3 separate regions of the Macaca mulatta genome follow, and all the other regions are linked to region 1. Evidence: chromatin contacts called from public Hi-C data. All regions are on one chromosome and are shown on one strand. Each heading gives the region's core, a stretch centred on a gene start, on an enhancer-like site or on the middle of the called end of the contact. The rest is flanking DNA. Distances are from core to core; before and after follow the strand shown.

What was found. A called contact is a pair of places that touch in the nucleus more often than the background predicts.
Region 2: a Hi-C map of fetal cortical plate shows a contact between it and region 1, with 3 times the contacts expected there. The contact joins the enhancer-like site here to the promoter of SDF2L1 in region 1. A contact is called at or near these places in 4 of 14 Hi-C or Micro-C datasets (blood, fetal cortex germinal zone, fetal cortical plate and 1 more).
Region 3: a contact with region 1 is called in a Hi-C map of fetal cortex germinal zone, with 3 times the contacts expected there. The contact joins the promoter of TMEM191C here to the promoter of SDF2L1 in region 1. A contact is called at or near these places in 6 of 14 Hi-C or Micro-C datasets (blood, cortical neurons, fetal cortex germinal zone and 3 more).

The regions. Positions count from the first base shown.
Region 1 is chr10:31,353,189-31,356,941 of T2T-MMU8v2.0, reverse strand. It overlaps SDF2L1 (stromal cell derived factor 2 like 1), which reads left to right and starts at 1,718. Exons shown (of 3, transcript NM_001145067.1): 1 at 1,718-1,904; 2 at 2,252-2,448; 3 at 3,264-3,545. The coding sequence starts at 1,718. The coding sequence ends at 3,545.
Region 2 is chr10:31,576,103-31,579,855 of T2T-MMU8v2.0, reverse strand. PI4KA (phosphatidylinositol 4-kinase alpha) reads left to right here. Exons shown (of 56, transcript XR_013399529.1): 31 at 1,284-1,440; 32 at 1,677-1,804. Among named protein-coding and RNA genes, the nearest start is that of SERPIND1, 37 kb to the left of the region's middle. Within about 2 kb of position 2,040, at least 5 of the 40 cell types and tissues checked have an H3K27ac peak or open chromatin away from gene starts, as enhancers often do. A contact at or near this core is called in fetal cortical plate, where this site is marked.
Region 3 is chr10:31,534,390-31,538,142 of T2T-MMU8v2.0, reverse strand. TMEM191C (transmembrane protein 191C) reads right to left here and starts at 1,810. Exons shown (of 10, transcript NM_001193786.2): 1 at 1,515-1,810; 2 at 1,111-1,234; 3 at 926-976; 4 at 699-776; 5 at 296-352; 6 at 115-198; 7 at 1-12. The coding sequence starts at 1,810.

The sequences.
Region 1 (3,753 bases), core at 469-2,968:
TCTCTACTAAAAATACAAAAGAATTAGCTGGGCATGGTGATGCATGACTGTAATCCCAGATACTCAGGAGGCTGAGGCAGGAGAATCTCTTGAACCCGTGAGGCGGAGGTTGCAGTGAGCCGAGATCACGCCATTGCACTCCAGCCTGGGTAACAACAGCAAAACTCCATCTCAAAAGAAAAGAAAAAAAAAAAAGACTTGTTGAATGAGATGTGAGGAGCAACAAGGTAAAGAGATGAATGAAAGAAGAATCCCAAGTTTTGGGCCTGAATGGAGGTGCCATTTACTGAGACTCAGAGGCCTGGGGGAGGGGCAGTTTGAGGGCAGAGACCAGGAATTCTGCTTTGCATGTGTTGATTTTGAGGTGATGGCTGACATGTCCAAGAGTATATATCCGTTGCCTCTCAGATAGTACTTCAGATCTTCCACCCTAGACTGGAAACCCCTCAAGTGCAGTGACTACCAAATCCAGGGTAGACTGACCTTTAACTGTTTGGACACCTAAATGCTGAAAAGATCAAGGTGACTTATACTACATGTAACTCAAAATAAAAACAATATGAAACATGAAACCCCCAAAATAACATGTTGCTGTAATGAAAATCGCTTTACTCTGGATTTTCTGAATGCAAAATTCTGGACGATTTAATTAAATATGAACTTTTGTCTCTGCTTTGCCTGTGCTTCAACTACACCTTAGCCTCTTGAGCCCAGAGCTGTTTCCTCTGTGACCCCACAGGATCTGGAGTGAAGCCGCTGCAACAATGTCCCATGAATGAATAAACAGTGGTATAAGTTTTCCTCCCTTTGAAGGTTGAGCTGACAACACTCTGAGAAGGCGGCAAAAGGGAGACCTACTCATGGCCAGGAGACTGGGACACAGTCACCCAGGCTTGGTTCCCACAGCCCCTTGGTCTCCTTGGACTCTGGTTTCCTAAGACAGCTCTGGGGCTTTCTGGTGGGAAGCTGCCATTATTCTCGACGCCACAGCTCCCTGCTGCCCTCTCCTGCCCGATGACCCAGTGACCACAAGATTTAGCCACGAAAGGAGTCAAATGTATAAGTGGCCAGGGGAATTCAGAAACCCCAGGGTCTAGGGACTGTGGTGACCCAGTGTCAGAGAGGCGGCTAGGGCCGAATGACTGGGGGTTTCATTAATCTCGGGGTCCAGGGACTGAAGGACCAGACGATTCAGTGATTCTGGGATCTGTCGACTTTGTGACCACAAAATCTAGTGATCCAACAGCCTCAAGACCCTGCAGTTGTGGTCCCAGGTTCTGAGGGGAGAGACTAATTACTGAGTGCCCAGGAGTCCAGGATCAAGGGGCGTCGTGAACACGTGCCTGCAGGGTGCTAGGATCCTGAGCTGGTATCCAGGCACTCAGCGGCTGCGGGGCTCGGACTCGGCGTCCTCACCAAGCGCTCCCGCTCATTCTCCGCCGCTTGGCTACTCAGCCGCCCTTCCCTGGACACTCATTGGAAAGTCCTCGGAAGCGTGTACCAATCAAAACCCTCCTCGTGTCTCCAGTCCCCGCCCAGCTACTGCTCTAGCGAGACGGGGGCGGGCCCTCTCCTCAATGACCCAATGGCAGTGCAAGCGGAGTGCCGCGCGGGCCGACCATTGGCTGCCGCGAGCGGGCGCTGTCAGAACTGGATTGGGCCGCGGCGAGGACGGAAGCAGCCCTAGTGCCGGAGCGGCTGGAGCCGGGCCGGGGCGATGTGGAGCGCGGGCCGCGGCGGGTCTGCCGGGCCGGTGCTGTTGGGGCTGCTGCTGGCGCTCTTAGTGCCGGGCGGTAGTGCCGCCAAGACTGGCGCGGGGCTCGTGACCTGCGGGTCGGTGCTGAAGCTGCTCAATACGCACCACCGGGTGCGGCTGCACTCGCACGACATCAAATACGGATCCGGTGCGTGTGACCTGCGACTGAGAGAGCGCGGGGATCGGGGGCTTGGGGTTGGGAGTGTGGAGACAGGGTGGTCGTGGGGGTCTGTGGGCCATCTCGAAGCCGGGCGGCGGAGGCTCTAGAGTCGTTGGGGGGTCGAGGGGCGCAAGGCTTTGAGGGTGTCGAGGATATTGAGGGTGGGGACGGTCGTCGGGGAACTGCAGGCCCAAAGACTGAGGAGGGTGTCAGGCGGGGGCCGGGGCTGGGGGTGAGCCCCTTGGGGTCCCCTGGGAAATGTTATGGTCCCAGGGCGAGGGTCCGGGGTTCTGCGATTGACGGAGACCCTGGGTGAGTGGGGTGTCACTCCTCAGGCAGCGGCCAGCAATCGGTGACCGGCGTGGAGGCGTCGGACGACGCCAATAGCTACTGGCGGATCCGCGGCGGTTCGGAAGGCGGGTGCCCGCGTGGGTCCCCGGTGCGCTGCGGGCAGGCAGTGCGGCTCACGCATGTGCTTACAGGCAAGAACCTACACACGCACCACTTCCCGTCACCGCTGTCCAACAACCAGGTGAGCCCCTCCCGGAGCCCCCAGAGAGATTCCTGGCCTGTGTGAGGGGCCAGAGATCCTGGGTTCCAATCCGAGCCTCAGCTTCTTCGTGAAATGGAAATTTCACTTCAGAGATGGTTATTGAGCACCCCTTCGGGGGAAACAGAGTAACTCCGCCAAGATCCTGCCCCCAGGTGCTCCCGGCCCGGCAGGGAGACCGATGGGAGAGAGATCCGAAGAGATCCTCCTGGATAGCTCTTCCTCTGGGGGCAAGTGGGACCCAGGAGGAGAATCCACACAGCCTTGAGGGTGGGGAATAGGAAACTCCACTGGGGAGGAGGAACTCAGGCTGGGTCTGAAAGGATGATTAGGAGTCCTCCAAGCCACAAAGGGAAAAGAAGGACTTCCCAGGCCAGCAGAAGAGATTGCACCAATGCATGGAGGTCAGTGGAATTCAGGGGATTGGGATGGAACAGTGGGTGCCCTTGGAGAGTTGGTGGAAGAAAATGTTTGAGATAGATAGACAGCTTGACTGCTAGCCTGAGGGGCTGAAGGTAGGTCAGAGGGATTAGGACTGGGAGAATGTGGAGGAGGAGGCCTTAGCTCTGTGGGGACCAGTAGTCTCTGCACAGACAGATGCAATGGTGTGTGCACGTGTCTGAAGAGCCCATGCTGGGGAGGGAGTGCCAGAGGTTGCGCGGGCGGGTCATGGTGTCACCTTTTGCAGCTGTGGGAGCTGAGTCTCCAGGAAGGGCAGGGAAGGATCCTAGGCTCAGTGTAGGTACGAATGCCGCCTTCTGTGGTGACCACTGTCCCCTCACCCTCTGCACCTATAGGAGGTGAGTGCCTTTGGGGAAGACGGCGAGGGTGACGACCTGGACCTATGGACAGTGCGCTGCTCTGGACAGCACTGGGAGCGTGAGGCTGCTGTGCGCTTCCAGCACGTGGGCACCTCTGTGTTCCTGTCAGTCACGGGTGAGCAGTATGGAAGCCCCATCCGTGGGCAGCATGAGGTCCACGGCATGCCCAGTGCCAACACGCACAATACATGGAAGGCCATGGAAGGCATCTTCATCAAGCCTAGTGTGGAGCCCTCTGCAGGTCACGATGAACTCTGAGTGTGGGATGGATGAATGGGTGGATAGAAGGTGGGGTGTCTGCAGGGCCACTCTTGGCAGAGACTTTGGGTTTGTAGGGGTCCTCAAGTGCCTTTGTGATTAAAGAATGTTGGTCTATGATTGTGTTTCACTGTGAACCTGAGGATGACCAGGAGCTGCCAGCCCAGGCCCAGTTGATCATCTCTTCCTCAGTGTAAAACCTGTCTCC
Region 2 (3,753 bases), core at 791-3,290, 220 kb before region 1:
TCTTGCACTGTCGCCCAGGCTGGAGTGCAGTGGTGTGATCTCGGCTCACTGCAAGCTCCGCCTCCCGAGTTCATGCCATTCTCCTGCCTCAGCCTCCCAAGTAGCTTGGACTACAGGCACCCACCACCACTCCTGGCTAATTTTTTGTATTTTTAGTGGAGATGGGGTTTCACTGTGTTAGCCAGGCTAGTCTCAATCTCCTGACCTCATGAGCCACCCGCCTCAGCCTCCCAAACTGCTGGGATTGCAGGTGTGAGCCACAGCACCTGGCCTAGTCTATACCATTTCTAAGCTCCCTGGCGACTCTGAAAGTCCATCAGTTGCCTGGTCTGAGTGGGGGTTCACTCCCTCTGAGCACTCTGTCACTTGTATGTTCTTTTCTCTGGAAAAAAAGTTATATTTGACTTTAAAAATAGGTAGGTTGGCCAAGCACAGTGCCTCACGCCAGTAATCCTAGCACTTTGGGAAGCCAAGACAGGAGGATCACCTGCGCCCAGGAGTTCGAGGATGCGGTGAACTATGATCGTACCACTACACTCCAGCCTGGGCAACAGAGCAAGACTCTGTCTCAAAGAAAAAATTATTAATAATAGTAAGGAGGGCTGGGCATGGCTGCTCACGCCTGTAGTCCCAGCAATTTGGGAGGCCAAGGCGGGTGGATTACTTGAGGTCAGGAGTTCGAGACCAGCCTGGCCAACATGGTAAAACCCTGTCTCTACTAAAATACAGAAATTAGACGGGCATGGTGGTGCATGCCTGTAATCCAGCTGCTTGGGAGGCTGAGGCGGGAGGATCACTTGAACCCAGGAGGCAGAGGTTGCAGTGAGTCAAGACCATGCCACTGCACTCTAGCCTGGGCATCAGAGCGAGGCTCCCTCTCTCAAAAAATAATAATATTAATAAGGAGGCTGATCTTGTTGTTTGAGTCATTAATGAGTCTGAGGAAATGTATTTATCCAGTTCACATTCATGCAGTCTCACCGTGGGTCAGACCCCGGGCTCACTGCTGGGTACAAAGATGAGGGACGAGGTTCCCACCCCCGGGGAACATCTGCAGTGGTGGCACCGCCAACTTGCATTTCTAGAGGAGCTATTCTTTTAGAAGAAAGCTGTGATCAGTAGTAGCATCATTGAAATGAGCCTGTCTCTCTACATGCATGAGCTCCACTTTGGGGCAGTGAGGCACCCACTGTTGCCACCACAAGTGTGATCTGGTAGCTTCCAGGACCTCACCCACATTGCCTAGCTTCTATGCATAGTTGTTGATGAGAATGTTTTTGCAGGTGTATGGAATGATTCGGTTCTCAGGCACCACAGGCCAGATGTCTGACCTGAACAAAATGATGGTCCAGGATCTACATTCAGCGTTAGACCGCAGTCATCCTCAGCACTACACGCAGGCCATGTTCAAGCTGACTGCAATGCTCATTAGCAGCAAAGGTAACTCACGGAAGCTCCGTGGAATTCTGGGCTCATTTCTAAATGAATGCTGGACTTCATGACCCATAGTCAGCTGGAGTCCTGGCAGGAGAAGGAGCAGGAGCTCCCTCAGTAGAGGAGTTATCTCTCATGAGTGGAAAGTCAATAAAAGGCCATTGTTGGCCCCAGCTGGTCAACTCTTGTTGGCCTATGGAAGCTGTGTTGGAGGCCTCTGACTGAGGTGTGTTCGGTTCCAGATTGTGACCCGCAGCTCCTTCATCATCTTTGCTGGGGTCCCCTCCGGATGTTCAACGAGCATGGCATGGAGACAGCCCTGGCCTGCTGGGAATGGCTGCTGGCCGGCAAGGATGGAGTAGAAGTGCCGGTAGGACCCTGACCTTGGGGTGGCACTGAGGATGGGATGGGATAAGAGACGGGAAGAGCCTTCCCTGGTGCCGCCACCGCCAAGCATGGAGACACTGGGCAAGCCCCTCACCTTCTCAAGCCTCAGTCTCCTTATAGATTCTATTATTATGTGTGACAGTCACGGAAAATAGAACATATGTTAACAGCATCCCATTGGTACCGAGAAGCCGTTATCTCCCAAAACCTCGGTAGGGGGAGCCATTTCCCTACTGAAATTGGAAGATGCAGCTTCTGGAACACCTGTTAACTTTGAATCTGATTGGGAGCAGTTGTGTTTGTCCACAGGAACGTTACCTAATCGGGATCAGCCCCTTTTCCCTGCATCTGTATTTCTGGAGTTGCTACTGCAGGGGGCCCACAAGGAAGTTTATACTTACCTTTCAGCTGATTAGATAAATGCTTAAGAACAATTTTATTTTTCAAAGATCCTGTTAACTGTCAGGGTAACAGGGAATTTGACATGTTTTCTTTCTGTGTTTCTTAGGATCAGTTGAAATGAGTGGTCAGAAAGGGGGATTTTGATTTTCTTGTTTCCTCAGGAAAGTTGGACTATTTCCAAAAACGGAATTAAGATTTTCCAGGCTGGTGGCGGTGGCAGTGATGATAATACCTCACATTTGCCTGATATTTTATAACCTTGTGGGGTTTGTGTCCATCACATCATTCAGCGTTCTTAGGAAACATTTTGGTCCAGTGGGCACCTGGGGGAGGTTATCTAGTGAGGGGGACACCTGTGAAGTCAGGGAGGGTTCTGGGTTCTCAGCCTGATCAGCCTGCTTCCATCAAAGATGTGCAGAAGGGCCTGTGGAAGTCACACTTCAGCCTGTAGGGCTCTGACTCCCGGGCAGGGCTCCTCACCTGCGTGGTGGGCATCATAACAAGAACACCTGCATCCTAGTGAGCTGTCGGTAAATGACAGCTGGAGCAGCCACAGCAGTTATAGTTCTTGCCAGGGAGAGGATTCTGCAGAGACGGCTGTATACCGTTGCCACTGTAGACACCCCCTGCCATTATGACACCCAGTTTCTCCCTCCAATTCCCTGTGTCCTGTTTTCATATTTTACTGCTATATGCATTAGACCTTATAATGTTGTTTTTGTTCAAAAAAAGTCAAAAGTCTTTCAAAGAAATTAAGAAGAGGTTTTGTTACAGCTTTATAAATTTATCCAAATGTTTTTCATCACTCACACTTTTCCAGTCTTCCTGTGATCTCCTCTGCACGTGTAATTTTCTTTAACGTTTCCGGTAATGCAGGTCTGCTAGAAATAAATTCTCTCATCTTAGTTCACCTTCATTTTTGATGCATGTGGATTATTTTTTCTAGGCCCAGGATTCTAGGTTGATAGTTTTTTATTTTATTGTTTTTAGCATTTCAAATATATCTTCTGTTGTCTTGCATTGTTTCTGGAGAGAAGTCAACAGTCTTTCTGTTTCTCAGTACAGCCAGCCCTCCTTATCCATGGGTTCCACATCTTGGAACCAGTTCCCCTGAGGATACCAAGGGATGACTGTATATGTTATTGTTTTTCTTTTGGCTACTTGTTGGATGTTTCTCTTTATCTTTCATTTTTAGTAGTTTGACTGTGTGTGATTTTCATTGTATTTATCCTGTTGGAATTCATTGAGCTTCTTAATTTTAGGGATTTAGGATTTTCATCAAACTTGGAAATCTTTAGGTCAATATTTATTTGTCATTTCTTTTTCTTTTCCTTTTTTCTTTTCTTTTCTTTTCTTTTCTTTTTTTTTTTTTTTAGATGGAGTCTCGCTCTTTCGCCCAGGCTGGAGTGCAGTGGCGCTATCTCGGCTCATCTTGCTGCAAGCTCCACCTCCCGGATTCACGCCATTCTCCTGCCTCAGCCTCCTGAGTAGCTGGGACTACAGGCGCCCGCCACCATGCCCAGCTAATTT
Region 3 (3,753 bases), core at 561-3,060, 180 kb before region 1:
CACCTGCACCTCCTGGAGCGGGTGAGAGTGCGGACTGAGGCCTCGGGGAGGCGTCCTGGCGGCGGGTTGGGAGACCTGCCGCCCCAGGTCTGGGGGAGGAGAGGCGGGAGGCACCTTGGCGTCCGAGTGGGGCCGCACCTGCAGGACTACGGTCTGCTCCTGGAATATGGCCCAGGCCTCAGCTGTCTGCAGCGCGCCCTGGGTGTGGACACCTGGGTTAGACTCCGGGGAGACACGCCCTTCCCCACCCACACTCGAAAGCTGACCCTCCAACAGAACCCACTTCTGCCCTCACCTGCTGCAGTTTCTCCTCCTGCAAGGCGCACTTGGTCTCCGCCAGCTCCAGTTCATTCTTGAGAAGGACCCAGGGAATGTCAGGAGGTCCGCAGGCCGACACCCCGCTGCCCCTCCGGGCCCCGCCCGTGGCCCTCAGCGCCCGTCCCCAGGCGACCATGACCCTGCCCACGTCCTCAGGACCCATCGTAAGCAACGCCCCAGTTAGTCGTGGCCCCACCCCCTCCGCTCTCCGCCCCTATTCTAGCCCTCAGGGCCCCGCCCCCATGCGATTATGCTCCGCCCACATCCCCGCCCAGTCCACGCTGTCAGGGCCTGCCGCAAGCCACACCCCCAGGTGGTCATGGCCCCGCTCATGCTGCTGCTCCGCCTCTACTAAAGACCTCAGGGTCCAGCTCAAGCACCTGCAGCGTCACCAATTGGGCTGCGAGTTGCTGCTCCGTGCTCTTCTGGCTCTGCTGTTCCCCTCCGTAGTAGAAGAGCTAGGGGCGGGGCTTGTAAAGGCGGGGTTTACCGACTTCTGGAGGAACGGGTGTCGGGGTGACAGGGACGGAGAGGCAACAAGGGCGGGGACCAGGGCAGGACTTCCGAGAGGAACCAAGAGACAGACCCTCCCATCTCCCGCACGTACCTGACTAGACAGCTCCTCCCACTGCTCCTGCAGCTGCCTGTTGTACTGCTCCTGCGGACAGGGTCCTGGGGCGGTGCCGGCCTCTCCGCCGGTCCTGCCTCACCCCACCCCCGGATCCCGCCCCCTTCCGCCCACCCTGCCCCACTCCACCGTGGATCCAGCCCCATTCCAGGACTCTTACTCACCAAGTCCTCCTTGTGGCGCTCCGCCTCCTCCAGCCTTCTGCGCACCCGCTCCGCGCGCTCCCGCGCCGCCTCGCGCGCCTCCCCTTGCAGAGGTTGTACTGCCTGGCTTCGCCTCCGCAGCAGGCTGCAGAGGGAAACTGAGGTTGGCGCTACAAGGCGGACTGGGTTGCTCAGGATCCCGCAGTCACCGGGAAGGACCAGCTGCAGGCTCATGATTGGGAACGGGGAAGTCCTGACCGAGTCCCCCACCTGGGTCCGCTGGGTGGATCGCCCGTTCCCCAAGCGCCTAGAGCAGAGGTGCGGGCCCGGGCGGATCGGCCTGGTACTCTGCGAAGCCCCTCGCGGCGCTGCCTGCGGGACGGACCCTCACGCGCCCGCCAGGTGGAGCGGCGTTCCCCGCGCACCTTCGCTCCCGCTCGCTCAGGTCCTGCAGGCGCCGGTTGAGGCTCTCGCTCTCGGCCTCGAGCCCGCGCATCAGCTTCTCTAGCTCCTGCTTCCGCTGGCGACCATCTCGGTTATCCTTCTGCAACTGCAGCAGCAGCTCCTGCGTCGCGGCCATGGCTGTGGAGACCGTGCCTAAACGCCGCCCGCCTAGGGGACCCAGCCTGCGGCTGGCGGGCGTCACAATGGGCAGCAGGGAGCGCCTAGCGGGCTGTACCACAACGGGCGGCAGGGGGAGCCCAAGCGCAACCTGACACATGCCTCTTCTCACACCAGCTAGAGACAGGTCAGGCCGGTCACACTTAGTCCACCACTGATGAAAATTGTGTCAAAGAGCTAATTGGATCAATGAAAGATTAATAAAATACTAAGACCAAATGCAGGCAAGTTGAAGATTGGTTCCCCCACATAGCAGATGGCACTCGGAAACTGATCGATCTCTTGTAGAAAAGAACCCATAAATATGTTCATATCTTTTGACCCAATTATCCCTCTCCTGGGAAATTTATCCCAGGAAGGAGAAAAAATATTTTTTCTTTTTTTGAGACAGAGTCTCGCTGTGTCTCCCCGGCTGGAGTGCAGTGGCGCTATCTCGGCTCACTGCAAGCTCTGCCTCCCGGATTCACGCCATTCTCCTGCCTCAGCCTCCCGGGTAGCTGGGACTAGAGACGCCTGCCACTATGCCCGGCTTTTTTTTTTTTTTTTTTTTTTTAGTAGAGACGGGGTTTCACTGTGTTAGCCAGGATGGTCTCGATCTCCTGACCTCGTGATCCACCTGCCTCAGCCTCCCAAAGGGCTACAGGCGTGAGCCACCGCGCCCAGCCGAGAAAAAATAATTTAAACCCACTGTGCATTAAATGGTTCGCTGAAGTGGTTACAGTAGCCACAAAAAAAAGGAAACAATTTTAATGATTAATATGTGTTTGGGTATTTATTATGTGGCATGCCTAGAGCTATGATGATGTCTGGTGAAAAAGAATTTGATTTAGCATTTATGCTAAAGTAACTAAGATAAAATACATGACAAGATCCGCAAAGGAAACAGGAGGAAGATAAGCTCTTTCATTGCTTGGTGAGACTGTAAGTAAACTCGTCCTTTTATTTATTATTATTTTAGAGACAAAGGTCTTGCTGTCACCAGGCTGGAGTACAGTGGCACAATCAAGGCTCAGAGCAGCCTCAATCTCCCAGGCCCAAGTGATCCTTCCGCCTTAGCCTCCCAACTTGTCCTTTTAAAATCTGCCTTTATTTGTCGAGTACAATTATGAACTTGGATGCAAAAATCCAAAATAAATTACTAACAAAATCTAAAGGGAAACAGATCGAGACCATCCTGGCTAACACGGTGAAACCCCGTCTCTACCAAAAATACAAAAAACTAGCCGGGCGACGTGGCGGGCGCCTGTAGTCCCAGCTACTCGGGAGGCTGAGGCAGAAGAATGGCCTAAACCCGGGAGGCGGAGCTTGCAGTGAGCTGAGATCCCGCCACTGCACTCCAGCCTGGGAGACACAGCGAGACTCCGTCTCAAAAAAAAATAGTGTATGCTTTTTTTTTTTTTTTTTTTTTTTTTTTTTTTTTTAAGAGTCAGGGTCCCATTGTAACCCTGGTTGGAGTGCAGTGGCACCATCACAAGCTCACTGCAGCCGCAAACTTTAGGGCTCAAGCGATCCTCCCGCCTCTCACCCTTTAAGTAGTAGTAGTAAACGGCTGGGCATGGTGGCTCACGCCTGTAATCCCAGTAATTTGGAAGGCTGAGGCGGGTGGATCACAAGGTCAGGAGATCAAGACCATCCTGGCCTACGTGGTGAAACCCCACCTCTACTAAAATACAAAAAAAAAAAATTTAGCCGGATATGGTGGTGCGTGTCTATAGTCCCAACTACTCGGGAGGCTGAGGCAGGGGAATCGAACCCGGGAGGCAGAGGTTACAGTGAGCTGAGATTGCACCACTGCACTCCAGCCTGGTGACAGAGCGAGGCTCCGTCTCAAAAACAAAAAAAATAGTAGTAGTAGGGGCCGAGCGCTGTGGCTCACGCCTGTAATCCCAGCACTTTGGGAGGCCAAGGTGGGTGGATCACCTGAGGTCTGGAGTTTGAGACCAGCCTGGCCAACATGGTAAAACCCCATCTCTACTAAAAATACAAAAAATTAGCTGGGCGTGGTGGCCTGTAATCCCAGCTACTTGGGAGGAGGCAGGAGAA